Linked DNA regions of Mus musculus: region 2 is linked to region 1. A link is a contact called in public HiChIP or PLAC-seq data. All regions are on one chromosome and are shown on one strand. Each heading gives the region's core, a stretch centred on a gene start, on an enhancer-like site or on the middle of the called end of the contact. The rest is flanking DNA. Distances are from core to core; before and after follow the strand shown.

What was found. HiChIP or PLAC-seq counts read pairs in DNA pulled down with a chosen protein or histone mark.
Region 2: a BATF HiChIP or PLAC-seq map of CD8 T cells shows a contact between it and region 1, with 15 read pairs. The contact joins two enhancer-like sites. A contact is called at or near these places in 1 of 484 Hi-C or Micro-C datasets (the G1E-ER4 cell line) and 2 of 115 datasets of contacts at active chromatin or transcription factors (CD8 T cells and embryonic basal ganglia).

What each region holds. Positions count from the first base shown.
Region 1 is chr10:19,265,659-19,271,813 of GRCm38.p6, reverse strand. No RefSeq gene overlaps it. Among named protein-coding and RNA genes, the nearest start is that of Gm40607, 25 kb to the right of the region's middle. Within about 2 kb of position 3,178, at least 23 of the 459 cell types and tissues checked have an H3K27ac peak or open chromatin away from gene starts, as enhancers often do. A contact at or near this core is called in CD8 T cells, where this site is marked.
Region 2 is chr10:19,495,362-19,501,516 of GRCm38.p6, reverse strand. The region is part of intron 2 of Gm33104 (predicted gene, 33104); the gene reads right to left. Among named protein-coding and RNA genes, the nearest start is that of Gm33104, 12 kb to the right of the region's middle. Within about 2 kb of position 3,191, at least 34 of the 459 cell types and tissues checked have an H3K27ac peak or open chromatin away from gene starts, as enhancers often do. A contact at or near this core is called in CD8 T cells, where this site is marked.

The DNA of each region.
Region 1 (6,155 bases), core at 1,929-4,428:
CCAGTTGTGCCAGCACCATTTGTTGAAAATGCTGTCTTTCTTCCACTGGATGGTTTTAGCTCCCTTGTCGAAGATCAAGTGACCATAGGTGTGTGGGTTCATTTCTGGGTCTTCAATTCTATTCCATTGGTCTACTTGTCTGTCTCTATACCAGTACCATGCAGTTTTTACCACAATTGCTCTGTAGTAAAGCTTTAGGTCAGGCATGGTGATTCCACCAGAGGTTCTTTTATCCTTGAGAAGAGTTTTTGCTATCCTAGGTTTTTTGTTATTCCAGATGAATTTGCAAATTGCTCCTTCTAATTCGTTGAAGAATTGAGTTGGAATTTTGATGGGGATTGCATTGAATCTGTAGATTGCTTTTGGCAAGATAGCCATTTTTACAATATTGATCCTGCCAATCCATGAGCATGGGAGATCTTTCCATCTTCTGAGATCTTCTTTAATTTCTTTCTTCAGAGACTTGAAGTTTTTATCATACAGATCTTTCACTTCCTTAGAGTCACGCCGAGATATTTTATATTATTTGTGACTATTGAGAAGGGTGTTGTTTCCCTAATTTCTTTCTCAGCCTGTTTATTCTTTGTGTAGAGAAAGGCCATTGACTTGTTTGAGTTAATTTTATATCCAGCTACTTCACCGAAGCTGTTTATCAGGTTTAGGAGTTCTCTGGTGGAATTTTTAGGGTCACTTATATATACTATCATATCATCTGCAAAAAGTGATATTTTGACTTCCTCCTTTCCAATTTGTATCCCCTTGATCTCCTTTTGTTGTCGAATTGCTCTGGCTAATACTTCAAGTACTATGTTGAAAAGGTAGGGAGAAAGTGGGCAGCCTTGTCTAGTCCCTGATTTTAGTGGGATTGCTTCCAGCTTCTCTCCATTTACTTTGATGTTGGCTACTGGTTTGCTGTAGATTGCTTTTATCATGTTTAGGTATGGGCCTTGAATTCCTGATCTTTCCAGAACTTTTATCATGAATGGGTGTTGGATCTTGTCAAATGCTTTTTCTGCATCCAACGAGATGATCATGTGGTTTTTGTCTTTGAGTTTGTTTATATAGTGGATTACATTGATGGATTTTCGTATATTAAACCATCCCTGCATTCCTGGAATAAAACCTACTTGGTCAGGATGGATGATTGCTTTAATGTGTTCTTGGATTCGGTTAGCGAGAATTTTATTGAGGATTTTTGCATCGATATTCATAAGAGAAATTGGTCTGAAGTTCTCTATCTTTGTTGGATCTTTCTGTGGTTTAGGTATCAGAGTAATAGTGGTTTCATAAAATGAGTTGGGTAGAGTACTTTCTACTTCTATCTTGTGAAAAAGTTTGTGCAGAACTGGAATTAGATCTTCTTTGAAGGTCTGATAGAACTCTGCACTAAACCCGTCTGGTCCTGGGCTTTTTTTGGCTGGGAGACTATTTATAACTGCTTCTATTTCTTTAGGGGATATGGGACTGTTTAGAAGGTCAACTTGATCCTGATTCAACTTTGGTACCTGGTATCTGTCCAGAAATTTGTCCATTTCATCCAGGTTTTCCAGTTTTGTTGAGTATAGCCTTTTGTAGAAGGATCTGATGGTGTTTTGGATTTCTTCAGGATCTGTTGTTATGTCTCCCTTTTCAGTGACAAATTAACTTTTTGAGACAGGATTCTGCTATGTAGCCCAGACCTTCTTTTCTCCTGCCTCAGTCTTTTGACTGCTGATCTTACAGGTGTGAGCTAGCATGCCAGGCTCTCTGATCTTGATTCCTAACTCATTTTGCATCTTGCTCCTGCTAGTAGATGTCTACAACCTTTAATCTTATTACGTTGTATCCTGCCTAAATGTGGAACTCCTTTCAAACGTCTTATAATGAAATACAGATTCTTATCATTGTGTATATTTATTCCCATGCTCCCCCACCCTGTTGGCATCTATATGTCACATGTTTTAATTTGTTCTTTTACAAGTTCTTTTTTCTTCAACAAATCTATCTCATGCTACTAGAACCCTGCCCTACCCCAACTCCAATGTGTACTTCAACTATGGAGCAGTGTGAGGTCCAACCTTCAAAACCAACAATGAAGAAGGGTTGTGGGAGGGATGAACGGAGGCTGAAGGGGATCTAAGGAATTGTAGACAGTTAGGACATACATTATTCATAGCACACAGCACTAAGCAGGCAGATGCCAGCAGACCAAGCACAAGTTGGCTCATATAGGTAAGCATGATTACACACAGTGACTGGCACATTGGCTCAATGAGGTAGGGACAACAAAGGCTGACAGATATGAAGGGCCCAACCTTTTTACCTCAAAGCCATGTTTATACAGAATTACACAAAAGTGACATTTTGTCAGAGATATGTCACATGACAGATTGCATTACTGTTTACTTTTAGGTTTCCTAAACAGCCAATGTCTGTCATTTTGTGCTGTCTTATGGCTCCCCCATGCCCAGTGTTAGTTGTCTTAGTCCATATTGGGTATTGATATCAGCACTATAGTCTCTGAACAGAAACTGGCTTTTATAGCCTTTTGTTTCCTATAATAGATTCTGAATGCCCCAACCTACTCCATGCAAAATTAATAGTCTTTATACAAGCTCCTGCTATACTCCACACATCTGAGCTACATTTGTTCTCTCATGTATCCCATGTACATTTGGATTATGCCCATGTCACTGTCCAAGGAGATAGGTGCACAAACCAAGAAGTTAAGTTGTGACTAGAGAGAATCAGCGCTAAGAGGGGAAAAAACAAAACAAAACAAAACAAAACAAAACAGTGATCATCATAGTCCACAAAGAGTATCATTAGTGTGAAATAATAATGAAAACATACAATTTGAACTTGAGCTTGGAGATCTTCTGCAGGATAATACTCATATTAGCCTTATGAATTACTTTCTATATAAAGCATTGCTCATTTTTACACATTAGCAGAGTGGGAGTGCTTCTCTATCTATATGCTAATATATGAATGTTCTAAAACATATTTATGAAATATTCAAAGTAAGGAAGGCCTGAGATTGGGACTGGGTAGATACCGTTTACGATCTCACGCAGTCAAGTAGAACTGGTAGAGTTAAAAGGAGACCGTTCTCAGGCACTGTGTAGAGGCTCTCTCTTAGTCAGGTTCATTGACTACAAGCAACAGATACAGATTCAGTTCACGTTAACTAGGAATGGTGCTTTAGCAAGCAAGCCCTCTAATACTGAGCCACATGATTGGGCCAGAGGAAAACAACTCATGACGTCTGTGGCTAACCAGATGATGCAAGACAAGATAAAATACACTTCTTGGAGAATAAGAAGGAATCATGATACCTATAAGAATCAGAAAAACAAAACAAAACAAAACAAAACAAAACAAAACAAAACAAAACAAAACACCCACCCTCTCCCTGTTTGTAAATATGCTAAGTCTTCCCGGAAGACCAGTTACTTCCCCTTCACCAAGCACCACCACCATCATTACTAACCACAACCTTTCTCCAAAGCGACAATCAACTCTAGCAACGCTGCAGATGCCCTCTGGGTTTGGAGTCCTCCTGAGCAGAATTTCAGGTCCTAGCCCACTTCCTGATTGTTTACAGGCACAGGGATGGGGGAGGGGACTTTCTCCTTCCTTTTCAGTAGGTGCAGGTGTGAGCCAGGGAGTTATTCATACGAATGAATGACTCATGAGTAAGATATGAATCTTCCTGTATGAATCATTATCACAAAGACCCCTCAAACAGTAAAAAAGATAAGATACCAGAAAGTCCACCATCATTATTCTGTTGTTCACTCCAAATTGATCTTATGGTACTTAGACTAGAAGTCTTACATTCAGTATTTGCTTTTAATTTTAAAATTAAAACAATTTCAATGAATTTTTTTTGATCAAACTTTAAAATCTCCTAAGAGAGCCTATCTGAATTTCCTATGGTATGATAAACCCTTAAGAGTTTTAGTGGGATTTGTCAAGTAACTAGCACGGACCTTTTTTCTCAAGGGCAGACATGAGAGTACACACCACACTGTGAACTGGCTCGTGGTAACTTTATCTTTTCCTCTCCTCTGGTGTTTTCTTATATAATAGAAGCTGGAAGCAGCGCTCAACCTTTTTTGCCTGCTTTGTTTGTAATTTCGGTCTCAGGTATGAAGCTGGTTTTGACAACTGAATCCTCTGAATACCAGAAGCGACATTTTAGGCTCTCTCTCTCTCTCTCTCTCTCTCTCTCTCTCTCTCTCTCTCTCTCTCTCTCTGTCTCTCTCTCTCTTATCTAACTTGCCCTCACAAATACCACAAAGCTATTGTTGGAAGAGCTATTTTCCAGAAGTCCTTGGGGTGGGCCCTGAATGGCATGCTCGGGTTTGCCTAATGTACAAGGCACAGGTCTTTCTTTATCCAGCCATCTTCTCAGGGCTGTGTTTATAATAAGTGGCCTTAGTAGATGGGGTGGTAATTCCTTTTGGAGCAAAGTCTCCTTTACAAACTCACTTAGTGCTTGTTTTATATGGAACTCACAACGTCACTTCTCCTGATCAGGCTTAATACAAGCATGCTATTGATAACGGTTTAACTAGGACTCCTCCATAAGTTCAGCAAACTTTCTGCAAAGGACCAGAGAATAAATATTTTAGGTTTTGAGGGACAGTGTGAACTCTGATAGACATGCAACTGTGCCATTTTACAGCCAATGCAACCATAAATGATAGCAAATGAATTAGCATATTTATGTTCCAAGTGGACTCTATTTATACACAGCAGGTGATGGGCAAAATATGACTTCTCTGGAAGACAGAAAGTCCTACATCTTGTGTAAACTCGAGTCTGTGGAGGAGACAAGCCTGATTACCAACTTCAGACTAATGAGTGATTGGTCAGAAATGTTGATAAACACAGAAATGGCTCCTTGATGGGCCACTTTGTGAATATCGGTGTGACACTGGCTAAAAGATCTCTGAAACTCACAATTAAACCCCTTAGGGATGAGAGTCAGTTATTCACCCTCAATTAAAATATCATAATTACTTTATAACAGTGTTGTTGAACCTGAACTATGCTAGACTGAAAACATTTGGTTTGTTTTTAATATACCTACTCTTGACCATGTTTCTGGGATATTCCTATCTCTCCAGGAGATTTGTACCACAATTTATACTTATTATGCTATCATTATCTCAGTAATTTCTTTTCCATGTGTAAGCTTTTATTAAAAAAATCCAAAAGGATCTCTTATTAAATTAAGATGAAATGGCAATTAATCTACAACATTATCAAAGACAGGAACAGGCATTTATCTGAATCTCTGTTTATAGACATCAATGGCCAGTTAGTGTACTAATATTTAGGAGGACAACATGATAAAAGACTTCCCTCCTCTGTTAGCTCATTCTGTATTAACATATTCTTGTCACCAGTTAGGCAATTAACAGAGACTAAAGGAATACTAATTGTAGTCTTCCCTGCCAATATGCCAGGTCAACTTTGTTCCTGGGAGCTTGGTAGTTGATTCATAATCATTATAAGGGATAAAAGACAGCAATTCTCTTGATATTACTACGGAAATGGATGTCAGCAAAGGGCCCTTCTTACATGACTTTGTTGTAAAATAAATCCCTTAGGGAGATAAAGGGGCCAGTAACATTTTCCAAAAAAAAAAAAAAAAAGGAAATCTAAGAATGCAGGAGGGGTCCAACGGCTGCAACACTGCTCTTTATCTCATGAAAGTCTACCAATCAAATGTCAGCCTTCAAAATAACCACACAGACTAAAACTTCTGGTGTGTCCTCCTCAGACACTTCCCTCCCCACCAAGATGATCTCCTTTATGCTCCCTGCCAATTTTATATAGACTGCTCCATTGGCAGTGAGTGAATGTTTTTTTGAAAATCACCTTGGCCAAAAGCAAACTTGCATGGGTCCTGCTGGATGCAATGCAGGAGAAGGACAGAGAAGTTCCTGGGACTTTGGAGACAAATGAGAAAAGAAACAGCCAGCCTAGTGTCAGGAAGAATGAAGAGTAGGGTGCGCCAACAGCACCAAGGTGCGGAAGAAAGTTATGCAACTGTCCTATTAACATACTGGATTTTATTTGACTCCATTATATTTCATCAAATAGTTTAGAAAGCCCCCAGTATAAAACATCGCCCTAATTATAATCATATATTTGGAGAT
Region 2 (6,155 bases), core at 1,942-4,441, 230 kb before region 1:
GCCTGACTACACAGTGACACACTTCCACCAACAAAGCTATACCTTTTCCAACAAGGCCATACCTCCTAGTAGTATCACTTCCCATTAGCCAATCATATTCGGACTACCACAGTTCCCAAGAAACTTTGTGTATCGCCACAATTTTACAAAAATATTTATTTCAATTGAGTGTTGGATAAAGAGGGAATAGAAACTAAAGAGCTGCAACGATTATATATAAGTAGTGTGTGTGTGTGTGTGTGTGTGTGTGTGTCTGTCTGTCTGTCTGTCTGTCTGTCTGTCCTGGGTCATGAGAAAGAAGCCATCTGAGGTTAAGTCAAGTATAGATAAAATGATGCAATTAAGACTCTTGGTAAACCAGAGCTGTAAGACTGATGCCAGCTTTCCATGGCATAGTGTTTGGCAGTAAATTGTTCTTTTTAAAAATAGGAGGGATATTCTAAAATAATGATAAGAGGTAAATACATAAACCTGTCACGTGGTTAGTCATTAATACTATATAATAACTGACTAGGACACACTTTTTTATGACTGGTAGTGCATTGTGCACTTTGATGCCTAACAGTGTCATTAGATTACAGACAATTCTTTATTCCATTATAATATTATGGGAACACTAGGATATACATGATTAATAAGTAGTCAAAACAGCACTGTGCAGCACATGACTGTATAGCAATAGATGGCTGTAGAAAAAATGTCTTGTGTCTGTATGAATGTGGCACCTGTCAATAAAAATCTTGTGGCTGATAGTTTAGGCAAGAAATAGGAGGTGGGACATCTGGGAAGCAGAAAGGATTCTGGGATAGTACCAAGTAGGAGATTTGCCCGGGAAGATGTGACCCAGATGGACTATGCATAGTACCTGAGCACAGGTGACCAACCATATGGCAAATGTAGATTAGAATAAATGGGTTATTTAAAGTTATGATCTAGCCGAAGAAGAGCCTAGCTACATGGCTAAGGTATTTGTAAATGTATCTTAAGCTGGGACTTATCTCTTGGATCATGGAGGTGGGATGAAGAAGCAGACTTAACTTCTACAGATGACCAGTGTACTCTGTGACAGGCAGGGCTTTATGACATCTTCACGCTATGAGCAGGCAAGTATGACTTGGAGGTATAAGTAAGCATCATTTGCTTGTGTGATGTGACCGCATTGTATGGCTTTGACTCCTAACAAGCCATGTGTCCCTGACTGCTCACACAAGGGCTCTTGGGCATGAATGTGCTGCATGCATACCAACTCTCTATTTCATGCCACAAATTGCTTTCTCTTTATCCATTAGTGTTTGCAGAAAGTTGGTTTTCAAAGAAGATTCCAGGAAAGGTATATTAGAATTCAGCCTACCTTATCTTGTTTGAAAGTAACCAAACTTCGAATATATGTGCTGTCAGGAAACAGTGGAGAGGTAAGGACAACAGACCACACTAGCCTCCAATTTGAGCTCTGTTACTTAATGATTATTTGAAGTTTGTAATGTTTTTGTCAAACATTGCTAAATACTTATTCATTTTAAAAATTATATTTAATTATGTATTCTCTCCTCCAGTCCCCCTCCCTCATCGTGTGTGTGTGTGTGTGTGTGTGTGTGTGTGTGTATTGGTTGAAGGACAGCATGTGAGAGTTGGTTCTCTCCCTCTACTGTGTGGGATCAAATTCAGGTCACCAAACTTGGCAGCAAGTGTCTTTCCCCATTGAGCGATCTTGGAATACATAAGCATACTTTCTATATCTGGAAAATTGTAGTAACAAAAACCTTTATCTTGAAGTATGTATGAAGGTGGAACAATAAATAGTGTCTTGTGTGTGCTTTGGGGAGGTATGCACACAGGTATGGACTGCATACCTGTGGAGGTCAACGGAGAATGTCTACTGTCCTCTATCACTCTCTACCTTATTTTTCCAATATAGGGACTTGTACTGATTCTGGAGCTAGGCTGTCAGCTAGCAAGCCCTGGTGACCCTCTGTCCCCATAGCACTAGGATTACAACCATGTGTTATGTCCCTGCCCAGCTTCTTATGTGGGTACTAAAGGACTGAACTCAGATTTCCTTGTTTTCCCAGAAAGTGGTCTTACCCACTGAGCCATCTTTCTCGCTCCCTACATGGAAGATTTGATTCACAAACATTCTAACCTTAGCTCTCTTTCCTCCCATCTGTTTTGTGTATATAAAGGCACTTGTGCGTTTTCCAGAATAGTAATCATTTAAACAGTTGAAATTAGATAAATAGCTGTAGACCAGTGTTTCAACCACTTAAAACATTTGTATGAGTGCTGTGGCATAATGGTGACCATGGTAAATCCTACAGGAATTCATGTCTGTAAAATGTATTGGTGCTAATGTGGGCTTGGAAGTCATCCATTCTGGGTTGAATTTCCTAACAAATCCCATTTGTTAAACTTGGGCTACCAAGAGCCAAGAACAGTATCCATTCCTAAGACTCCATGCAGAAGTGAGAGTGGACTAAACTTGACAAAAGCATTTGATGAGAATCATATCTTGCTAGTTTCGCTAAGGATCTCGGAGTGAAACTTTGATTTTGTAAGGTACTGTATTAGATAGATTGCTGTGACCGTGACCAAAAACCAAAGTACCATATTTGTAGGTAACATTCCCTGAATTCTGTTAGGTTTTATCACGTTCAATGGCGATTTAAGATAAATGGGAAAGGGCAATACCATAGAACAAGAGTATTCCTCACACTCTGTCAGTACAAGCTTGCTGAAGGATAGTTCCCAGCACCTTGAGGGTGTGGGCACACACAGATCACAGTTTCATTCTGAACTATCTTTTTGGGAATGCTTGTGCAGTGAGTAAGTACTCTTAAAAAATCTGGATAGCTTTGTTTTTCAGAACAGAAAGCTGGTTTGTTAATAGCCCAGCCTAATAAACTCTCTCTGAAACAAAGGCCGGACAATTTTCTTATAGCCCAATAAGATAAGTTGCATACTCTTACTCCTGAGATGACATGGCTAAGGTACCACCCTACTCTGTTTGTGGTATTCACAATGCTTCCTTTCATTACTTTCATGTGGCATGATGACCTACTGTACAAAGCACGCTCATGCTTGCCTGCTGTTCTTGGAGCAAGGATGTCTTGTCTCCAGCCCCAGGCTGTGTCTTTGCTCAGAAAGCTGGTGCCCTGAATTGCTTGCTTTCACACAGGGTGAAAACCTCAGATCTCTCCTAGACCTTGATAGGGAGGACGCTGAGCAAGAGTTTCCAAGCTGCGGCAAACTCATCATAGAGGCAGTGCCTCTAAGACATTTGGAGGTATCCAATGGTAATCCACGTTAAAAACAAAGTTCAAAGGAACTGGGGCTTTGTGAATCATGTGCTTGTGAAGGCAACACATGGTCCCCAGCCCCATTTCTGCTTCCTGTCTACCATGAGGTGAGCAGTCTCCATGGCCATTCCTTTACCACAGTCCAGAATCAATAGTGCCAAAGACTGTGCGCTGGAATCTCTGAGCCAAGGCAAATCCTTCTTTAATTCATTCTCTTGAGTGTTTTGGTTATAATGGCACAAATGTTAAGAACTGCATAACCTCAGAGAGTTTTATACAAATTAAATATATACATGATTGTGAATGGTGCCTAGCCCATAAGACACTATAAATAATGATTATTACCATGCACGCACATTTTTCATATCATAACTCTGAGGATAAGATTTAAAACAACCGTTATTAGATTTTTTTTCTTTCACTAAATAAAAATAAGTTGCTTGCAAATAACAGAAGTGTGGCATCTCCTGCAGGTAGTTACTGCTCTAAGTTTGTGAAGGATGTTGGGATAAACTAAGCAATAGCTGGTTCCTTAATTATCTTCTTTGACATATTTTTACCGAGGACTTGCTACAGGGTAACAATACTGTCCATCTTCTAGCTCAGAGAAGATTATGGCGTACTAATATGTGTCTAGCAAATATTGTAAGCTCTTCGTTCTTTATGAAGACTTAAAAAATTCCATGTTTATAGTTCAAGCAATGGCTTTCAAACTCTTGTTTATAAGCCTTTTGCCAAGTACCTTCTTGTTTGGATCATCACTTGTTTTTTCCTGGTTGAGCAAATTAAGAATCAGCATATTCTTATTTATTTTAGGATTTGAGTGGCCATGTTGAGTGATTTTATGTTTGTTTGGGGTTTTTTTTTGTGGTTTGTTTTGTTATTCCTATCTCTGTTTTGCAATATGACTTCCTCTCTAAGTTTTGGATGACAAATCTGTTTTCTAACAAAAATTTCTTTCCCTTTTGTATTATGCATAATATTGAATTTATGACTTTGTTCCAGATAAATGTTCAATAACTGATAAGTTATTTTGTGTATTTATAATATTTGCATTGATAGACCTTCCATCACAGACCTGGTAAGACAGTACTAATGACATATTATTTACCTGGATGTTTATTTATTCAATGTCTAACATTTTGAAAAATTTATTTATTTAGTGATGTTAGATTATACTTAAAAGATCTATCTATCTATCTATCTATCTATCTATCTATCTATCTATCTTTAATTTATTTGAGTCAGAATCTCTTATAGTCCAGACTGTCTTCAACTTGAAGTCAAGTTTGAACTTTTGATTCTCTTGCCTCTAGTGTCTAGGTTCTGAGGTTACAGGCATGTATAACATTGTCCAGTTAAGAACATAATTATTTAGATTTCACATAACTATAAAAGTAAGTCTACTATAACATTAAAGCATTAGGAAAATTATGTTTTATTTTGGGTTAGATCTAAAGTCACGTGTAGCTATTACTTATGTAAGCCAAAATCTACCAACTCAGCTTAAATGGCAAAGTTTAATTCTGGTATCCTAGGAGAAAAGCTTCAAGCATTAACTGTAATTTATATTTATAGGGAAAACACAGGAAATTTTCAACAATTTCTTGACGTTTTAATTACATAAAAGTGATTTTAACTAGTTGGTAAGTAACAGGACCATGTAGTTTTAAAAGTGCATCTTGTTTTCATTTGTGTTGATAGGGCTGGGGAGATGGATCAGTGGGTGTATTGGCTAGTTTTGTGTCAACTTGACACCGCTGGAGTTATCACAGAGAAAGGAGCTTCAGTTGGGGAAATGCCTCCATGAGATCCAGCTGCAAGGCATTTTCACAACTAGTGATCAAGGGGGAGGTCCCATTGTAGGTGGGACCATCTTTGGGTTCTATAAGAGAGCAAGCTGAGCAAGCCAGGGGAAGCAAGCCAGTAAGGAACATCCCTCCATGGCCTCAGCATCAGCTCCTGCTTCCTGACCTGCTTGCGTTCCAGTCCTGATTTCCCTGGTGATGAACAGCAATATGGAAGTGTAAGCTAAATAAACCCTTTCCTCCCTGATTTGCTTCGTGGTTATGATGTTTTGTCCAGGAATAGAAACCCTGACTAAGACAGTGGGTAATGTGCTTGCTGGCAAGCATGGAGACCTGAGTTAAGTCCCCGCTGAACATGTAACCGCTGACCAGGAACAACAACTGTGCACATTCGCATTCCCCCACCCCTGAAAGGGAAAAGTGAATGAGAGACAATCCTGGGGGCTTGCTGCCTAGTCAGTCTGGCTCAATAAATGAGCGCCATGTTCAATGACAGACCCTGTCTCAAAAAGTAAAATAGAAAACAGCAGAGGAAGACACCATAATACTCACCTCTGGCTGCCACATACATTCAGGTGCATACACAACACAGGTACATGCATGCAGGTTCATACATGGATACAGGTGCATGCATGCAGGGGCATACACCACACACCATACATGCACAAAGACGAATGTCTACCCACATATACTTCATAGACACATACAACATTGACCTGTGGAAAGAGATCACACATCGCCAACTTTTCTATAGATCCTATATGCCCTTCTATAACTTATGTGGTCAGCTTACCTTGTAATGTTCTGTGGTACTAACTGAGTCGGTCTTACTGTGGGGGGATGTTGAAAGCCACCCACTATTATTGCCTGTCTTCATAGATAGATGATGAAGCAAAGTCCCAGAGAAGCAAAATCAAGTTCAAGTCATTAAAGAAACTTTTCAAGCAGGGCGGTGGTGGCACACGCCTTTAATCCCAGCACTTGGGAGGTAGAAGCAGACAGATTTCTGAGTTTGAGGCCAGCCTGGTCTACAGAGTGAGTTCCAGGACAGCCA